Regions from separate parts of the Mus musculus genome. Here region 2 is linked to region 1. A link is a contact called in public HiCAR-type data. All regions are on one chromosome and are shown on one strand. The core of a region is the stretch at or near the end of the contact, and the rest is flanking DNA. Distances in the headings are between cores, read along the strand shown.

Region 1 (4,179 bases), core at 1,051-3,550:
CCTCGTGCCTGCTCACCAAACACTTTACAGACTGAGCCATCTCCCCAGCCCCTATTTTAACATTACTGCAACACAAAATACCTAAGAAAGCAAGTGTTCTCGGGTAATCTGGCTCCTTCTTCCTTCGTCGTGCTGAGTTTTGTGCCTTATACACAGATAGTTGAGCTAAAGTGAGCTTATCGAATATTTATTAAACCTACCTTTGTCTGTACAACCTAGCAGAGTATCAGCGTCACACAAATAGCCTTACAGCAATTCAGGTTTGCAGGGTAGAGCATGCCCATGTGTGCACGCATGCACACGTGTGTGTACACTCATGCATGCATACACAAACAAGTACCGGAGAAAGCTAGAAGCCAACACTAGGTGTTGTCCTCCTCAGGAAACATCCACCTTTTTAAAAGACAGCGTCTCTCTCAATGAGATCTTGCCAATTTTTTGCTCGCTGGCTGGCCAACCTCAGGGATCCTCCTGGCTCTGTCTCCGTGAGTGGGGCGGGGGCAGGGGCAAGGGCGAGGATGAGGATGAGGGCAGGGGTGGAATGAGGGTGCTTGGTTACATTTATATACCACCATACTCAGTTTTTTTCAAAAGGGGTTTTACCTATTTTAAAAGATACATATGTGGTTCATATATGTGTGAGTGTACACAAGTCAGATCCCCCGGAGCCGAAGTTTCAGACAGTTGAGAGCTTCCTGATATGGGTGCTGGGAACTGAACTTGAGTCCTCTGCAAGAGCAAGCAGTAGGTACTCTTAACCACTGAGCCATCTCCCTCGTCCCACGCGCAGTAGGTGCTGGGACTCGAATTCAGGTCCTCATGCTTGCAAGGCAAGGTCTTTCCCTATTGAGCCACCTCCCTAGACCCCCACAAAGGAGATTTAATTTGCTTAACTTATCTCAAATGGCCCAAAATCATGAAATGCCTTGTCATCTAACATAAGCTGTGGTGAAACAGATCTGGGCTGGCCATTCCCCTTACCCAGTGCCACTCGCGTGCAGTTTAAGGTTAAGCTGGCAGAATCCTCAGACAGATCTTTAAAAAGCCGGCTCCTTAATGATCAAGCAGCATTTGTCTGATCCTTCACGGCCCCAGATGTACGTCTACGTCTCAGACAGAGCTCAAAATAAGTTTGTGAACAGTTCGTAAGGCAAAAGAGAAAAGAAAGTCACCAAGTAGCTCGCTGTGGAAAGCGGAAACCTATTCCCACTTCCCTGTGTCTGATTGAACCACTGTGAGCCTGCAATGCCACACACCCCGGAGGGACCAGATTAAAGACCTCTGGAAACGCTTTTTTTTTTTCTGCAGATCTGGTTAGACAGGTTCTTTTCACACCTCTGCAGCTTATCTAAGGCTCGACTCGCAGCCTTGAAGGAAGCTCTGCCCTTCCTAAACTACAGGGAGCAAAAGAAACCCAGCGCTGAGAAATGAGATGCTAAAGTTCAAAGTCAACATCATGCAAATGGCAGACAGGAGGGCGGGAGAGCCGCTTGTTGTCCAAAAAGGAAGGCTGTCGCGGGTGACTCCGCAGACAAAGCTTGCTGTGAAAACCTGAGGACCCGAGTTCAGATCGCCAGCACACTAGTCAGGCACGGCCGCACATGCGCACAGGTCACGGGTGCTGGTCGGAATGGAAACAGGATCTCTGGAGATTGATGGCTGCCAGCCTATCTCCAGGTTCAGTAAAACACCTCTCTCCAAAGGAACTGATTGAGACTGATAGAGGACACCCAGGATACAGACCTTGTATCCTTGTATCCTTGCTCCAGCTTCCGCCCATATTCTGCTTCCTGGTCCTCTGTCCTTGAACAGGTCAAACCCCGGTCCTTGTGGGTGCAGTAGCACGCACTACATCTACTAAGTGGCCACTCCAAGCCCCGTGTTAGTTTTTTTTTTTTTTTTTTTCCTCACTGTGGCAAAAAAACCCGATGTAAACAAGTTAAAAGGAGAGATTTGTTTTGTCCTGGATGGTTGTGGTTCAGTCCCTGGGAGCCTGGCTCCACAGTGCCTAAAGACACAAAGGGTCATGGTTGAGAGTATGTGAAAGCAGAAATACTTACCTTGTTCATCTTGGGAAGGAGGGAGGGAGGAAAAAAGAAGGGAGAAAGAGAGAGAATAAATGTGAATGTTATTTTTGGGTCGCTATGACCAAAATATGGGCCAGAAACAACTGAAGAGAGGAAAGGTTTGCTTTGGTTCGTGGATTTCAGGGGTTTTGTTCAGCACAGCAGTGACAGTATGACAGAGTTCACAGTGGCGGGAGCGAGTAGTCTTCACATAACAAAGGACTGTGAAACAAAGACTAAAGCTGGAAGCAGAGACCAGCCTATAACCTTCAAAGGACCACCCAAGTGACTAATTTCCAAGACAGTTAGAGCCTACTTTCTAAAGGTTCCATAGGCCCCTATACTGGACATGAAGTCCCCAACACACTTCATACTTAAGCCACAACCATATGGGGCTGGCTTTAAGTCATGTTTGTATATAAACCACAGGTTGTGGATACAATACTATGTTCCAGGCATCAAGTGGAGGGTTTCTAAACATATCCTCCATGAATAAGGAACAGATTGTCTGTTTTCTTTTTTTTTAAAAAAATGTTTATTTTTAAATTAATAAATGTGTGTGTGTGTGTGTGTGTGTGTGTGTGTGTGTACACGGGCATGCAAATGTTTATATGTACCATGTGCATGCAGTGCCTGTGGAGGCCAGAAGAGGGCACCAGATTCCCCGGAGCTGAAGTTCTGAGAGGTTGTGAGCTACCTGATATGGGTGCTAGGATCCAAATCCAGGTCCTCCAGATGAGCTGGCAAATTCTCTTAACCTCCAAGCCATCTCTTCAGCCTTAAGTTGTCTGTTTTGCTATGGCAGCCTGAACTGGCAAGTTCAGAAACACAGCAGGAGTCACAGAGCTGTTTTGTCAGGATGGTGGTGCTTCCCCAAAGAGCTATCAACCGGTGTCTGCTAAGTGGTCGGTGATGAAACTGTGTGTCCTTTCTCTGTGAGGTCTGGGAAAGGGGGCCAGTTACTCTGCTTGGGGCTTCCCTTTTCTGTCCAAAAACACTGTCATTCTCTTCTTTGCTGAAGGTATTTTTCTGCCTTGGAGAAGACACCAATGACCCAAAACCCAGTTTAAGCTTTATAAAGAGAGGAGTGAAAGCCAGTCTATCTTTTTCCTTGGAACTCACTTGCCTGACTCTTGCTTTCAGGGAGGACAAAATGCTAAGTCAAGATCACATTCTTCAATGGCTGGCTTTACGGTCACCCACTCAAGTGACAGAGATGCTAGTCAGGTCTCCAATGACCCAAGAGTTGTAAATACTGACCTCTTTGTATATTAGAAGATTTATCTTTGACAAAGTTGTAAAGAGTTTGTTTGCTTTCTGCATTTCCAAACCCCAAAGAGTCTAGTGGCTCCAAGTTACACAAACAGTCCCAGGCAATTTGTTCTAATATACTCTTGAACTTAGGGCCTCACACATGCTAAAAAAGCATTCTAACACTGAGTCACGCCCCCAGGTCCTCACTGGGGGATTCTAGGCAGGGGCTCTACCACTGAGCCACACCTTCAGCCCCTCACTGGGGGATTCTAGGCAGGGGCTCTACCACTGAGCCACGCCCCCAGTCCCTCCCTGGGGGATTCTAGGCAGGGGCTCTACCACTGAGCCACACCTTCAGCCCCTCACTGGGGGATTCTAGGCAGGGGCTCTACCACTGAGCCACGCCCCCAGCCCCTCACTGGGGGATTCTAGGCAGGCCAATGAGAGGCTCCAGGCATGAGTCAGCAGGGGAGTGCTTGCCTAGCACATATGAAGCCTCAGGTTCCATTCCAAGTACCAAGAAAATAAGGGGAAAGGAACCTTTTTTTTTCCAATGCAAAAGAAAAGTGGGGAAAATAATCAATTCACAGAAAAGAAGTAAACGGTCATTATATAAAAATGTATTTATTCCTCCTTGCTCGTGATAAGATACAAACAAATTAAAGCTACCCTGAGGTGGCACTTCTCATTTGTGACACTGGCATGCTGCTGCAAGGACAGAAGCATCCACACAGTTTATGGGTGATGACGAAAAAACGACTGCAGCGCTTACAGAAGGAACTTGTGCAGCTCGCAAACAGACGTGCGCTTTCAATTTTTGACCAGCCTTTCACTTGCAGGAATTTCCCTGAAGACTTAA
Region 2 (4,815 bases), core at 1,495-3,994, 40 kb before region 1:
GAGATGGCAAGATGAACAGAGGCAGAACTAGTTACATCCGGCAGGAGGTCAGAGGTCAGGCTGTTTATCCAAGCTGGTCTGGAGTGCCTTTGTTCCCCCCCCCCCCCAGGGTAATGCTGGTAGGGCTAGGAGCTAATCCCTGTGAGCACAGACATCTAAGGACACCTCCATGTTGTGCCACTACCACTGCTTCACTTATGTCCATAAATGGAAATCCTAGATCTGCCTGAAGTGGTAAAAAGGAGGCCACTCTCAGACAGAGCGCCGGGCGGGCGGGCGGGCGCACAGCACCTACCTCGCTCCAGCTCAGTCACCCTCTGCAGCAGGGCGTTCAGCGTGCTCTCTGTCTTCTGCCGGTGAGCCGAGGTCTCATTATGAAGCAGGGACTTCTCATCTTCCAGCTCCGCCACCTTGCGTAGCAACTGCCTCTCCAGCTCCCCGAGCCTCCGCTGGAGCACCTCTCGGAAGTCGCTCGGCAGCCCAGCGTTAGACACATTTGTGCGGAGCTGGAGCTTTGGAAGGGTGGGAGGGAGAGAGATTCAGGCCAGCTGAATAGAAACTGTGGCACGCAGCTCCAGTGACCCAACCACACAGCAAGGAGCTTCCAAAGCGGCTCAAAGAGAACATTTTACTGATGCCCCCCCGCCCCCCGCCGCCGCCGCCTTTTTGGTAGGGAAAGGCTTTCAAAGTCAGACAAAAATTACTTCCCTGCAATATTTGAAACTTGTGAATCTCACTTTCTCCTCTCGAAAAAGCTGCTTTTCTTCTCTTACCAAAAAGCCTAAAAATTTGGCCAACATCTACAATTCTATGTCATAAAAAGCCCAAAACACAGTTAAGATTTTTTTTTCAAACAGTTAATCAATGGTACTCAAAGCCAGCGAGCTTTCATCTAGAAATGAACACGGTCCCCAAGTTCCAAAATGGTACAAGGGCAAACGGGCTCTGCCATATTCCTGGAAAAGGTCAGGTATAATACGTTACTAAACCCCAGACAGCTCCGTTTTTAATGTATCCAAACCCTCACTTCCTATTTCTCTCACTCCTCTGCCATCACGCTGGCTCGGAGGCTGCCAGCCACCCTCAGCCATGAGCCCTTGGCAAGCGCCTGAATCCCTGTGTCCCAGTGTACCAGATTATAAACTGTAGAAAACTGGACCTGCCTCGAGCCATTCTCTATTACAAGGGTTAAAATTAAATACTCTGCCTGAGTCACACTTAGAACTCAAAAAGTGTGAGCTCTCAGTAATCATGACTCATGGACCCACAGATGCTGGGAATACTGTATATAGCAATCATGCCAAAAGCAACACTCCGATAATTTAGCAATAATTAACACCTGTAATTTAAACCTCATTTTTGCTAATAGGTATTTTTGATAAACGCTGTTAACAGAAATGTCCACACTTCTTAAACAAGGTGGGAAGTAAGATGAAAATTAATTGATGATTTCTCCCCCAAAGTTCCAAATTACCCACGGGAGAAGATAGCGAGATAAAGTCCGTTCCCCTAAAGTCATAGCTAAGGGCATCTTTAAAAAAAAAAAAAAAAAAAAGCTGACTCTGTGAAGAGGCGTCTTTGAGGTTAATAAGGGGCTTGCTTACATCCTGGGGTCGCTGGCTTTCCCCCTCCACTATCCTGCAGATCAGTCAAGACCAGTCCTCCCACACCCCGACGCAATTTGTCAAAGAAAACACCAGATGCCCAGGGGCAGCTGACCTCCGGTGGCAGTCTCAGCACTGGGTACAGCCAGCAGGAGCGTGTCCCGCTTCTGAAAGTGGAGGTTTGCAAAGAGGAAACAGGCTGCCGGGGTCACCGGGTTTTGCCCTCCAGGCTTGGCAGTCTGGGTTCTTTAGGTAAAAACCTCGGTAAGTTCACGGTGAGTCTAGTGGGTAAGTCCCCGCGCGCGACGGAATGGAGATGGGGGTGAGAATTTCACCTTTCCCATCGAACGTGGGGACAGAAGAGGACAAGGAGACGGGAGGCCATCACAGTAAGGTCCAGAGTAGGAGCGAGACTTGCACCCCCGAACTCAGCTCTCCCCGTGGATGGGGGCGCCCGGCCAGCCCACGTACCCATTTCTCCCGCATCCTCAGTCCCACGATCCCGGGGACCACCACCCGCTAGATGCCACCGCGCACAGGTACCTCGAGGCTCTCCAAGCGGTCCTTGAGGGTTTGCAAGGAGCGGCTAAGCTGCTCCACGACGTGGCCCGGGTCCCGCGGCAGGTCGCCCATGGTGTCCTTGCCTGTGCCGCGCGCCTTGCCGCCCGCCAGCCCCTCGCAGCGGGCCAGCTTGCCGGTGAGCTCTCGGATGGCTTCTCGCTGGGCGCCCAGCGTCTCCTTCTGCTGCACGACGGTCTCGCGCAGCTGCAGCACAGCGGCTCGCAGCTCCTCCTCGGGGCTCAGAGCGCCTCCCTGCATGGGCATCGCGGGCAGCGGGCAGCCGGCGCGCGCCGCTTCGGGGGGCAACGCGGTGCACACGAAGCGGCTGCCAGGTATCGGGCTGTCCTGGGCTCGTCCGGCGGCCACGGCGAGCGCCACGCCGACGGTCAGCAGCGCCAGCATCTCGCTGACCTGTGTGCTCACTTCAGCATGGGTCGCTGGTTTGCCGTCTGGGCGCCTTCGCGGCCGGCTACGTCTGTCCGAGCGCGGCACTCGAGGGAACCGCGTGCAGCACGGAAACGGCAGCACAAGCGCCGCCTGCCGTCGCAAAAACCCGCTCTCCGCTTTGCGCGGCGTTCTGGCCCGGGCTCTGCCCGCGCGCCCTTTCTTAAGCTTGGAGGGTGGGGCCACAGGCGCGTGGGGCTCGCGCCGCGCTCTCTGATTGGTCCGCCGGCGTTCGCGTCACGCGGAGGGCGGGGCGCGGGCGCATTGCTAAGCTGGCCCAGGCGGCTGGGTTCTGTCGTGGGTTGGGTTTCAGAGACGCGAGTGCAGGATCCCCAAGGCTCCTTAGGAAAGGAAACTGGGCTTCGGAAACGGTCAGAGAAAGCGTCGGCTGGCCCCGCACGGTCAAAGAAGCCCCGGGGACAACTTGCCGCCCACGATGAGAGGTGTTGGCGCGGCTTCCGGCTGAGAAATCCTGACCGAGATGACTCCACTTGCCTAGGAGGAATTCTCCCAGCGGGACTCGAACCCGGGTCTTCCACGCGAGCCACCTACGCGGCTCGCGTGGGCTTCCTTGTTCTGGCGCGGGAAGCACGACGGTCGATTGCAGAGGCGGACAGTCTGTAGGCGTACCCAAAATCCCAGGCCCAACCCCAGAGAACTCAAGGGGAAAAACGGAAGAAAACAAGAAAGAAAGAAAGAAAGAAAGAAAGAAAGAAAGAAACAGACCAGCAGGGACAGAAGTGGGTCCTGGATGCTGCAAGAAAGAAGGGGATGCCCACACAGAAGACCAGGAGGCAGTAGTCACGAGTTCACTCGAAGGTTCTTGTGCGGGGACAATATCCTTCTAGGCATGACCTTATTTATTTCGCATGACCTCGGTTTGATGAGAACATCCAGCCGGAATAAACATGATGGGGCCATGGCAAAGACTGGGGCCCCGTTCTTTTTAATGCGGGAATCCAACAAGTCCACTTTACACCTGGAGACTAGTATCATCAGATTCTTGGAGAAAGCCTAATATTAATACCCAGAAACCCCGCAAAAGATTGGGAGGGGGTATTTCAAAATCTTACCCATGGCTTACAAGTTCAGAACAGTTACACACTTAACAGACTCAGCTGGTTTACTGTGAATTAAAAATGAAAAAAAAAAAGTTCCCCCTTTTTAAAGAAATCCTGTTGCAAGGTCATTAATCACATTACCCATTCTACCAGAAACAAATGGATTTGTCACTTGTGCAAAGAAGCTGGGGTTGATTCTGAAAACAAATTGTATCAAAATAAATGAAATTATTATGATAATACAAAATAGACTGCAGTGATTAATCTCTGGGAACCAAATTCTGACCTGTTTTGCACTTCAAACAATAGCTTCTGTTATGTAAATAGTTGTGGGGGTTTTCAAGGACAGTGTTGCTAAATTATAAGGAAAGTTCTATTCATGAAAAATCTCTTCAAGGATTAAAAACTACAGACAGGATATTCAGTCTCCACAGGACCCAGAGCAGGACTCAGAAGCGAGGATGGCTCAGGTAAGAATATTCATCAATGGAAAAGGTAGGGTGTAGGCAGGGGGGTGAACACTGGGCTAATGGCTTTGTTGTCTAGACTCACCACAAAGAAGTTTCCCCTTGTTGAATTTGACCTTGAGTCTACCATTTCTTCCTAGACTTTCTTTCTTTGGCTACATGGAAACTCAAAAGCTCAAATAACACCCCCCACACACACACACACACACAAACTGCAATCACGAAGGCAACAAAATCTCAAAACACTTTCTAAAGTAGTACATTTTTAGAGGATGCTGTAAGGTACCAAATCCAGGCATGTTCAGAATTACCCAAATATAGACATGCTGCTTGAAGTTACCACTCACAGATTTAATGCTCTTTTACTCCCAGGCCAGGGCAGATCTTAATTGGGTGTGACAAATAGATTATCATTGTTTCTTTGTAGTTCTCCAGCCCTTTCATGACATGGACTAATAATTCATATTTGCAACTACTTGAAGCCAAGGCTTGTCCTTTTAATAATTAAACGTATTTCCAGAATTCTAATTTCCTCCTGACCAAAGAAGGTGATGTACAAGAAGACATAAAAATAGCATATATCCCCAAAATAATTGCTCTTAGACTTCCTACAAGAGTTCCCACTATGAGAAGGGATCAGCAGAGTTGCCAAATTCCAGATGGAAAGACCCAGGCATT

What was found. HiCAR-type assays count read pairs that join an accessible place to other places.
Region 2: a HiCAR-type map of embryonic stem cells shows a contact between it and region 1, with 2.4 times the contacts expected there. The contact joins the promoter of Nptx2 here to the enhancer-like site in region 1. A contact is called at or near these places in 7 of 484 Hi-C or Micro-C datasets (the G1E-ER4 cell line, cortical neurons, embryonic fibroblasts and 2 more), 1 of 115 datasets of contacts at active chromatin or transcription factors (embryonic stem cells) and 1 of 9 other capture datasets (liver).

The regions. Positions count from the first base shown.
Region 1 is chr5:144,504,477-144,508,655 of GRCm38.p6, reverse strand. All of the region lies in intron 2 of Gm33765 (a long non-coding RNA gene), which reads left to right. Among named protein-coding and RNA genes, the nearest start is that of Gm33765, 14 kb to the left of the region's middle. Within about 2 kb of position 2,300, at least 20 of the 459 cell types and tissues checked have an H3K27ac peak or open chromatin away from gene starts, as enhancers often do. A contact at or near this core is called in embryonic stem cells, where this site is marked.
Region 2 is chr5:144,543,816-144,548,630 of GRCm38.p6, reverse strand. Nptx2 (neuronal pentraxin 2) reads right to left here and starts at 2,744. Exons shown (of 5, transcript NM_016789.3): 1 at 2,148-2,744; 2 at 296-512. The coding sequence starts at 2,567.